Linked DNA regions of Arachis hypogaea: region 1 is linked to region 2. A link is a contact called in public Hi-C data. All regions are on one chromosome and are shown on one strand. The core of a region is the stretch at or near the end of the contact, and the rest is flanking DNA. Distances in the headings are between cores, read along the strand shown.

What was found. Hi-C and Micro-C count contacts between places; a contact is called where the count stands out from the background.
Region 1: a Hi-C map of an unstated tissue shows a contact between it and region 2, with 5 times the contacts expected there. The contact joins the enhancer-like site here to the promoter of LOC140172869 in region 2. A contact is called at or near these places in 5 of 8 Hi-C or Micro-C datasets (leaf and an unstated tissue).

Annotation. Positions count from the first base shown.
Region 1 is chr19:147,577,609-147,581,211 of arahy.Tifrunner.gnm2.J5K5, forward strand. No RefSeq gene overlaps it. Among protein-coding and RNA genes, the nearest start is that of LOC112779013, 13 kb to the right of the region's middle. Within about 2 kb of position 1,378, at least 3 of the 3 cell types and tissues checked have open chromatin away from gene starts, as enhancers often do.
Region 2 is chr19:147,537,156-147,540,946 of arahy.Tifrunner.gnm2.J5K5, forward strand. LOC140172869 (protein FAR1-RELATED SEQUENCE 5-like) reads left to right here and starts at 2,202. Exons shown (of 3, transcript XM_072226631.1): 1 at 2,202-3,258; 2 at 3,586-3,791. The coding sequence starts at 2,346. The coding sequence ends at 3,248. It overlaps LOC114925911 (a long non-coding RNA gene), which reads left to right. Exons shown (of 2, transcript XR_011876962.1): 1 at 1-101; 2 at 1,071-1,449.

The DNA of each region.
Region 1 (3,603 bases), core at 128-2,627, 40 kb after region 2:
TTCTCTCTCTAGGATCAGATTTTCAGGGATATTTTTCACATGTCCTTTCATCCCTAAATCTGTTGCATTTCCTGACTTTTCGCCGCCTAATTGCCTCTTTTCAGCCGGATTTTTGCTTAGACCTCCATCATTACTTTTTCTACCTCTATCTGTGTCATAATTTTTTTCACTCCATCTACTCCACGTTTTATATACACGCACTGCCTCTGTCTCCCCCAGCCCCTTCGTTTTCTCATTCCTGCTCTTCTTTCTTCCAAAAATCTTATCTATTTGGCCTGTGCAACTGCTAAATCTGGTGAGTATTTTGTCATTTGTAGATTCCATACCGCCATTGCCTTCTCCTCCTTGCATACCTTCTTGCTATGGCCAATTTTGCCACAGTTTAAGCAAAAGCAATCCAGCAGTCTCTCATACTTAAAGTGTATCCATATTTGAGGCGGATTATCCCTATTCATCCAAAATCTCGTTGGTAGTAGCTCATGCACGTTAATCGCTGGCCTTATCCTTAGAAAGGTTCTGACTGTCACATTTTTCACCTTTGAACCTTCTACTTCTATTGAAATTCTCACCATATTGCCTGTTATTTCAGCTGTTTTCCTGTTGATGAACTCTAGAGGCAGCCCATGTACTTGAATCTAAAATTCCATGTGGTCAAGTTTTATGTTGTGAATTGATTCACCTTCGACCCAAAGTCGTAGGTTGAGCAGAGATCCCTTCACACACCATGGTCCATTCTTCAAAACTTAAATGCCTTTTTTCTTATCTTTGAAATTTATGTGCATCTTATTCTTCCCTATCTCAATAAAAAACACTTTTTCCGGATTTTTCCATATACCCATTAGTATCTGATTGCTTGTTTTAAAATTAATCTCTTTCTCTAATAATATTTTTTCCACCAGGTTGATGCTGTCTTCATTGAATTCTCTTTGCTCGTTTGTGGTGAACGTGACGACTCTTCCTTCAATTGATTACAAGCTATAGGTCGCTACTTGCTCTTCTCCTCGCGTTGACATGATTAGTTTAGTTGTTTGGGTGGTATGATTCTCACTTAAAAAGATTAAGATCATTCAGCGGATGAGAATTCCTTCCTGAGAAAGAGAACCAAAGTTCGAGAATCTCTCTTTTAGAGAGAAAAGCTCTCCATGGTACTGAGAGATGAAAATTTCAAATTTTTATACTTATAATACATTTTCGGTGAGTTAAATACTAATATGTACTAAACAAGTGCCCTTCAGGCTAGTATCTATCTCACCTTTCTTTCTTTTTTTTTTTTTTTTTGGTTTCTGGTCAGGAGTATCTCACCTTTCAACAGCACAAGCATTTTGTTTTTTCTTATAGTCTTTTGGTCATAAAAAGGGCCGCTTTGTGTGTGTTGGGGGTCAGAAAAGCACATTTGAATCTTTTTTTTTTTGTCAAGGCACATTTGAATCTTGAACAATCTTCATGCATTAATCATTGCAAAAAAACCCTTTGATGAATCCACAGCTACTCTACCATTTCCACAAAGGCTCAGTTTAAGGCCCAATAATACATTTTCAATTATGGCCCAACAGTATTTTTAACGAAATATATGTTGTGTTGTTATCAACATCATCAAAAATTTAAATTTTATTTTGTACATAGAATAATTATATCGTGGAAAAAAAGCATTTTGACCAAGAATACCTGATAAAGGGCAAGGGCTCCTTTTTTAAAAAAAGAAAAGAAAAACAGAAATAATCTTAAATTGAATATAAAATTTTTATAGAGGTAGGACTCTCCTCTTATTTTATACCAAAATGGACTAGACTGAATTCATAAGTAGGTGAAAACACAAATTCTTCCATTTTTAATTTATTTATTTCCCATTAGTATTAATTATGGGTAGAAGATAAGTAACCACATATTTATGAGGTTGGATTCATTAATTAGGAATGGGACCAAATGCCATAAAGATTACAGCAGATGCAGGACCAAATCCCACAAAAAAGTGATGTAAGAGCCTGTACGAAATCTTGTAAAAATTTGAAGTAATTTATAATAAGAGAAGGTACACTTGAAAATAATCTTCCTAACTTATCTATTAGCTAGTAACAGTGTCCAAAGAGTTTTGATTATATTGAAAGGGTACCCTAATAATACCTTAGATGCACTTATTGCATTCATTTCATTAACAAGCAAGAGATCAGAATGGGGTCATTCATAGAGACAAAATTCATAGATTCATAACACAGGTTGTAGCCGAGGGTAATGAAGGAATCGGAAGATGGGTATAAGATTCTATTATTTTAAAAACTATACTTATTAATGAAGAAGTTCAATTGAATTAACAATTGAAGCAGAAACTAGAGTCTTTTCAGTTCAGTTTTAAGTTATCAAACTTAAATATATTATACCTTAGATATTATTAGTTGAATCAATTATATATTGGTCCAATGCAATTTTAATAACTATATATACTATGTGCTATCAACTTTCAAACTCAACAATTTAGGTAAATGTTACCATCAGTAAGATATTTAAGCATAACCATGTATGAATGCTAATAAGATTATGAATTAGCTAGAGATTCATGTGCAGTTATTTTATATAAAGTTAATAGTTAAGAATTATTTGATGATTTGACATGTTTAATTAAATTATTATCTAACAGTTTTCAGATATCAACTTTACATAAAAAATAATGCGCCTTAATAAGGATTATAAGTAGTAACCGAGGATATGTAGAAATTAAAACTAAAATAAAATCAATCATGGAGTAGATGCAGCGGGAATCTGCCATGGCAGACACGCATGCATAGAAGAGAATTCCAAAATGACAAGAACAAACACAAACCGAAAAGACTCCAATAGCAGAATTTCATTTTCTGAAATATATAAAGGAACAAAGTGTAGCATGGAGCATAAAAAGGAGTTGTTTATTAAATTTTTTCTAAGAAGAGAAAGATGTGATCACAAAGCATGAGTAGTAGTGAGTGGTCATTCATCAAATAGATATGTCGTTCAATCTATTCATCACACTCATCAACTTGCATTGGGTTATTGGTTATTTATTTTTTCATTATCTAAATCAAATTTGACTAACTGCACTAATTATTCCATCGTCAAAACTTCTTTTATTTTGTTTTACTATTTTAAACACCACATGATTCAGGTTTATCCAACTAAATTCCCTCTTTTTTTCCCTTTTAATTAACGACCAAACTTTTTATTGACCTAATTTTTTCCCACTATTGAATATTGGACCACCACTCATATAAATGATACGATTTTGTTAAAAAGAACAAAGATTAGTGAATAATTATATATTGAAGTTCCATATTTAAATTAAAATACATCAAAACTAATTGTACATCCAAAAGAAACAAAAGAAATGAATTGTTGGGATTTATTGATGCTTTGATTAAAACTAAAATGATAAGGTTTTTGAAGAGAGAGAAGACTAGCGGATATGGTTAAGCAATCACTTGCATAGATGACATGATACCATTAAAAAATTAGCATGAAACGAAATCATTAGTTAATTAATTGTCGTACTTGTCCCTGGCGAATATGTTTTTTGTGATGTCCTTTATTAGAGTGTAGAAGACGAATTTGAGTTAATTTCTAGGTCTAATCAATTTC
Region 2 (3,791 bases), core at 952-3,451:
AGGTTTGAAGCATTTGGTGTATTGAAGTGAACTCAATCCATTAATCTATTGAAAACGTCCGTTGCATTGTGTCTGGCTTTGGTTTCGGCTAGAAGCATGAGGTACGTGGTTTATCCAGTTTTGTTGTATATGTTATTGCCTTTATGCTTTCCTCCTTTTGAATTTCTACGACTAGAATGTCAACTTGTCTCGTTCAACCTGAATACTGAGTTGTTGGTGTTATAGAGTTTTGGGATTGATTTACAATTGCTACTTGTCGCATGAAATTTCTCGTCCCTCTTTGTGTTTTTATGTTTGACATTCAGGTGTTCCTTTCTTACCGTAGCTAGTCATTGCATAGAACACATGAAGTGAGTCATCTACACATTGCCATGCTTCAATGTTGTCTTTAAGGTACCTTTTTATGGATTTGCCAACATTGTAAGAACAAAAATGAGATTACGAAGAAAAAGAAGTTAATTGTGATAGAGAATAGGGTTCATACAAAATTGTTTGACATGTTTGTGGATGTGTACTGGGCGATCGTAGATCGTGCAAGTAACAATTGAATAGTCTTTAGTAGTCATATTTAAAAAGATGGAAAGTTTCAGTGTATTAGTATGCAATGTCTTTCTCACACCGAAGGTACGAATAAAAAAATCATGTGATTTATAGCGTGAGAGTTGGCTTAAAAGACTAGCTATACCGTTTACATGTTCCATTGGTTGAGTAACGTGAGTTATGTCTTATGTTGTGCTAGTTTTGTTTGTATGGCATTAGGCTATTATTTTTTTTTAATTTTTGATAAGTCAATAATAAGTAAAATATATTATGTAAGAGGAGGTGCTGAATTAGTTGTATTCAATGTAGGTTCCCACATCAGCGGTCCCTATCGTAAGAAAGACTATTTTCTTTTCTTTTTTGGCAAAGAAAACATTTCTTATACTAATGTTGTGATAGAGCATGGCTCCCACTCCTTTTTTTTTTGTTCTTGTTATGATCTCAATTGAAAACACTTATTGTTGTTATTCTTTATTATTTTGACCATGTGGATAACTTTGCTGCATTGCTCAAATAATCCATTCATTCAGGCTGAATAAATTGGACAGAAAGCAAGTGTTGAGGGTTGGCTGAAATTGATAAAGATTATTCATGGTATCCACACCCTGTCCCCAGGTTGGACCCGACTATATGTAAGTATGTTGGTGTTGTGGCATTGTTGATGAGTTTACCGGTTATTCAGTGTGCGTTAAAATACGTAGTATCATTTATAAGCGGAGAGTTGCTGTCTATATAATTATTTAAATATTTGCTGGTTGTTACTTTGTATTCGATTTGAGATTGTCACACCATGTTTCCCGTCTGGGACTACTAATTGCATCGATCGATGTGTAGTAAATGTAGCGTGAGGAACACTCGTTGTTGTATGAAGTTTGGTTTTTCTATTTAAGTATGCTTAGCCTGTTTTAAGTACTTATTCCGATGAGGGTGTTTAATTAAGTTGCATAGTAAGTCATGATAAGTTACTTGCCGACTAACCATCTTCCAGGTGAATGACTTCTTTTCTTGTCAAAGATGGATTCGAACTTGCAGTGCACCGTTGGAGAGGATGATTCGGGCGGGCTTAGTGAGGAGGAGTATTTTCGTATCACTTCTTCGAGTGGGGATGACGAGGATGACTCCTACGAGAATGACTCCGAGACGGCTGAAACGGGTGACGAAACCCACAGGAACGGGGTTGGCCCAGGCCAGGAGACATGTGTGGGTGATGCTCCCAGTTTTAGGTCCACAGAGGATTTCTTGGACAAAGTGTTTAGTACTGAGGAAGAGGCTTATGCGGCATACAAACAGTTTGCCAGGCTCAGGGGGTCTGGTGTAAGGAAGGGTGATGTGGCTCGAATGAACGGTGTTTTGGTAAGACAAGACTTTTTTGTCACCGTCAAGGTACAAGGCATGGGAAACACTACGATTGTCCAGAAAGAGTAAGGGAGGAGAAGCCGAAGAGTTGCACGGGTTGTTCAGCGAAGCTGAAAATTTACTATGATTTGCAAGATCAGGTATGGAAAGTCCGGAGGATAGACGACAACCATAACCACCCTCTTGCTACAACCGTGTTTACTCATCTTATTCCCAGTCATCGGAATCTGAGTGAAAGTGATAAGGCTCAAGTTGATAGTCTAAAAAAGTTTGGGATTGCGACCTCGAAGATTATGGCGTACATGGCCGGGCAGTCAGGGGGGTACGGGATGCTTCAGTTTACGAAGAGGGATCTGTATAATTACGTTCACAGCCAATGAATAGCACAAATTAATGACGGAGACGCGGCAGCAGCAATAAGTTATTTGGAAGGCAAGGCCAACGCGGACATGATGACTGTCGCTAGATATACGAAAACAACAGGGGATCAACTTGGCAGCCTTTTCTGGGCGGATGGGCAGATGATGGCGGATTACCAGCTGTTCGGTAACGTCCTTGCATTTGATGCAACATATAGGTCCAACAAGTACAAGAGGCCTCTAGTGGTGTTCTCTACATCAAATCATCACAAGCAGATGGCAATTTTCAGATTCGCGTTGCTAGAGGACGAGAAGGTCCGTACATATAGATGGGTGTTGCTGAATATGCTTGATGTCATGGAAAACAAGAAGCCTTCTGTTGTGGTCACCGACGGGGATAAAGCCATGTGGGCAGCGATTGCGGATGTGCTTCAGTCAGCTAGGCATCGCCTATGCGGGTGGCACTTGGAAAAAAACTGTGTCTTAAGGGTGAAGGAGCCCGAATTTCGGAAGGTCTTCAAAAAGGCAGTTTATGCAAACTTTGATGTTGCCGAGTTTGAGGAGTACTGGAGCACAACCGTGAAAATCTTGGGATTAATGGACAACAGCTGGGTTAAAAGCACCTACAAATTAAGACGGAGTTGGGCAACGGCATATCTACAGGGCACCTTTTGCGCCGGCTACAGGACAACTTCCAGGTGTGAGGGCATAAATGCATTCGTCAAAGGGTTTCTGAAGTCCACAAATAGCCTTCTTGAATTGGTTCAGAGCCTGGATAGGGTGGTGAAAGATTACCGCAACAACGAGGTCCTTGACAAATGCGGTGCCTGGGGGGAAGAGGTGTTGCTGCACTTCTTGTGGGCTTCCCGGTCACACGAAGAGGACATGCATGTCCCAAAGGGAGATGAGCCAAGCTGGCATCCGAGAAGGGACATCAGCCACAGTCGGGGATCCATCATCAGGAGAGCCCAGTGGGAATCGTTCGGGGCGTAGTTGCTTGGAGGTATGTTTCATGCTTTGGGTTATTTTTTATATGTGATTTACCTATGCAAGGTGAGATACAGTGGTTTGGAAAATTCGATGGGAATATGACAAGCCAATGGTTACTGAATAACTGGATTCATATTATCTGCTGGAATACATCTATGCACGCATGTTGAATATAGTATGTGTTGTAAACTTGACACATTATATGTGATTTACTTTTTTTGGTTGGTGTCGGTCCCACGTAACATGTTGCTTATGTTTATTGAATTGCCTTTTGCTTCGCAACGTACAATTTATTCTTCCATAGCCCTCTTATGTGAATAAGTTGTTTATCTACTTGTAGGCTGTACATGGCATCTCTCAACCTGGTAATCCCGGCGGTGCGGATCCATACATACCGAGACCCCCCGAACCAAATGCAACCAACTCGAGTCTATCCCGGCTGAACCCAGGGGTTGGTGGCGGCAACTTCTTCCTTGGTGGGCAGCACATAGAACAGTTCTTTGCCGCTCCCAGCTGCTCAACAAAGCACGGGGTCGTTCCTACTCA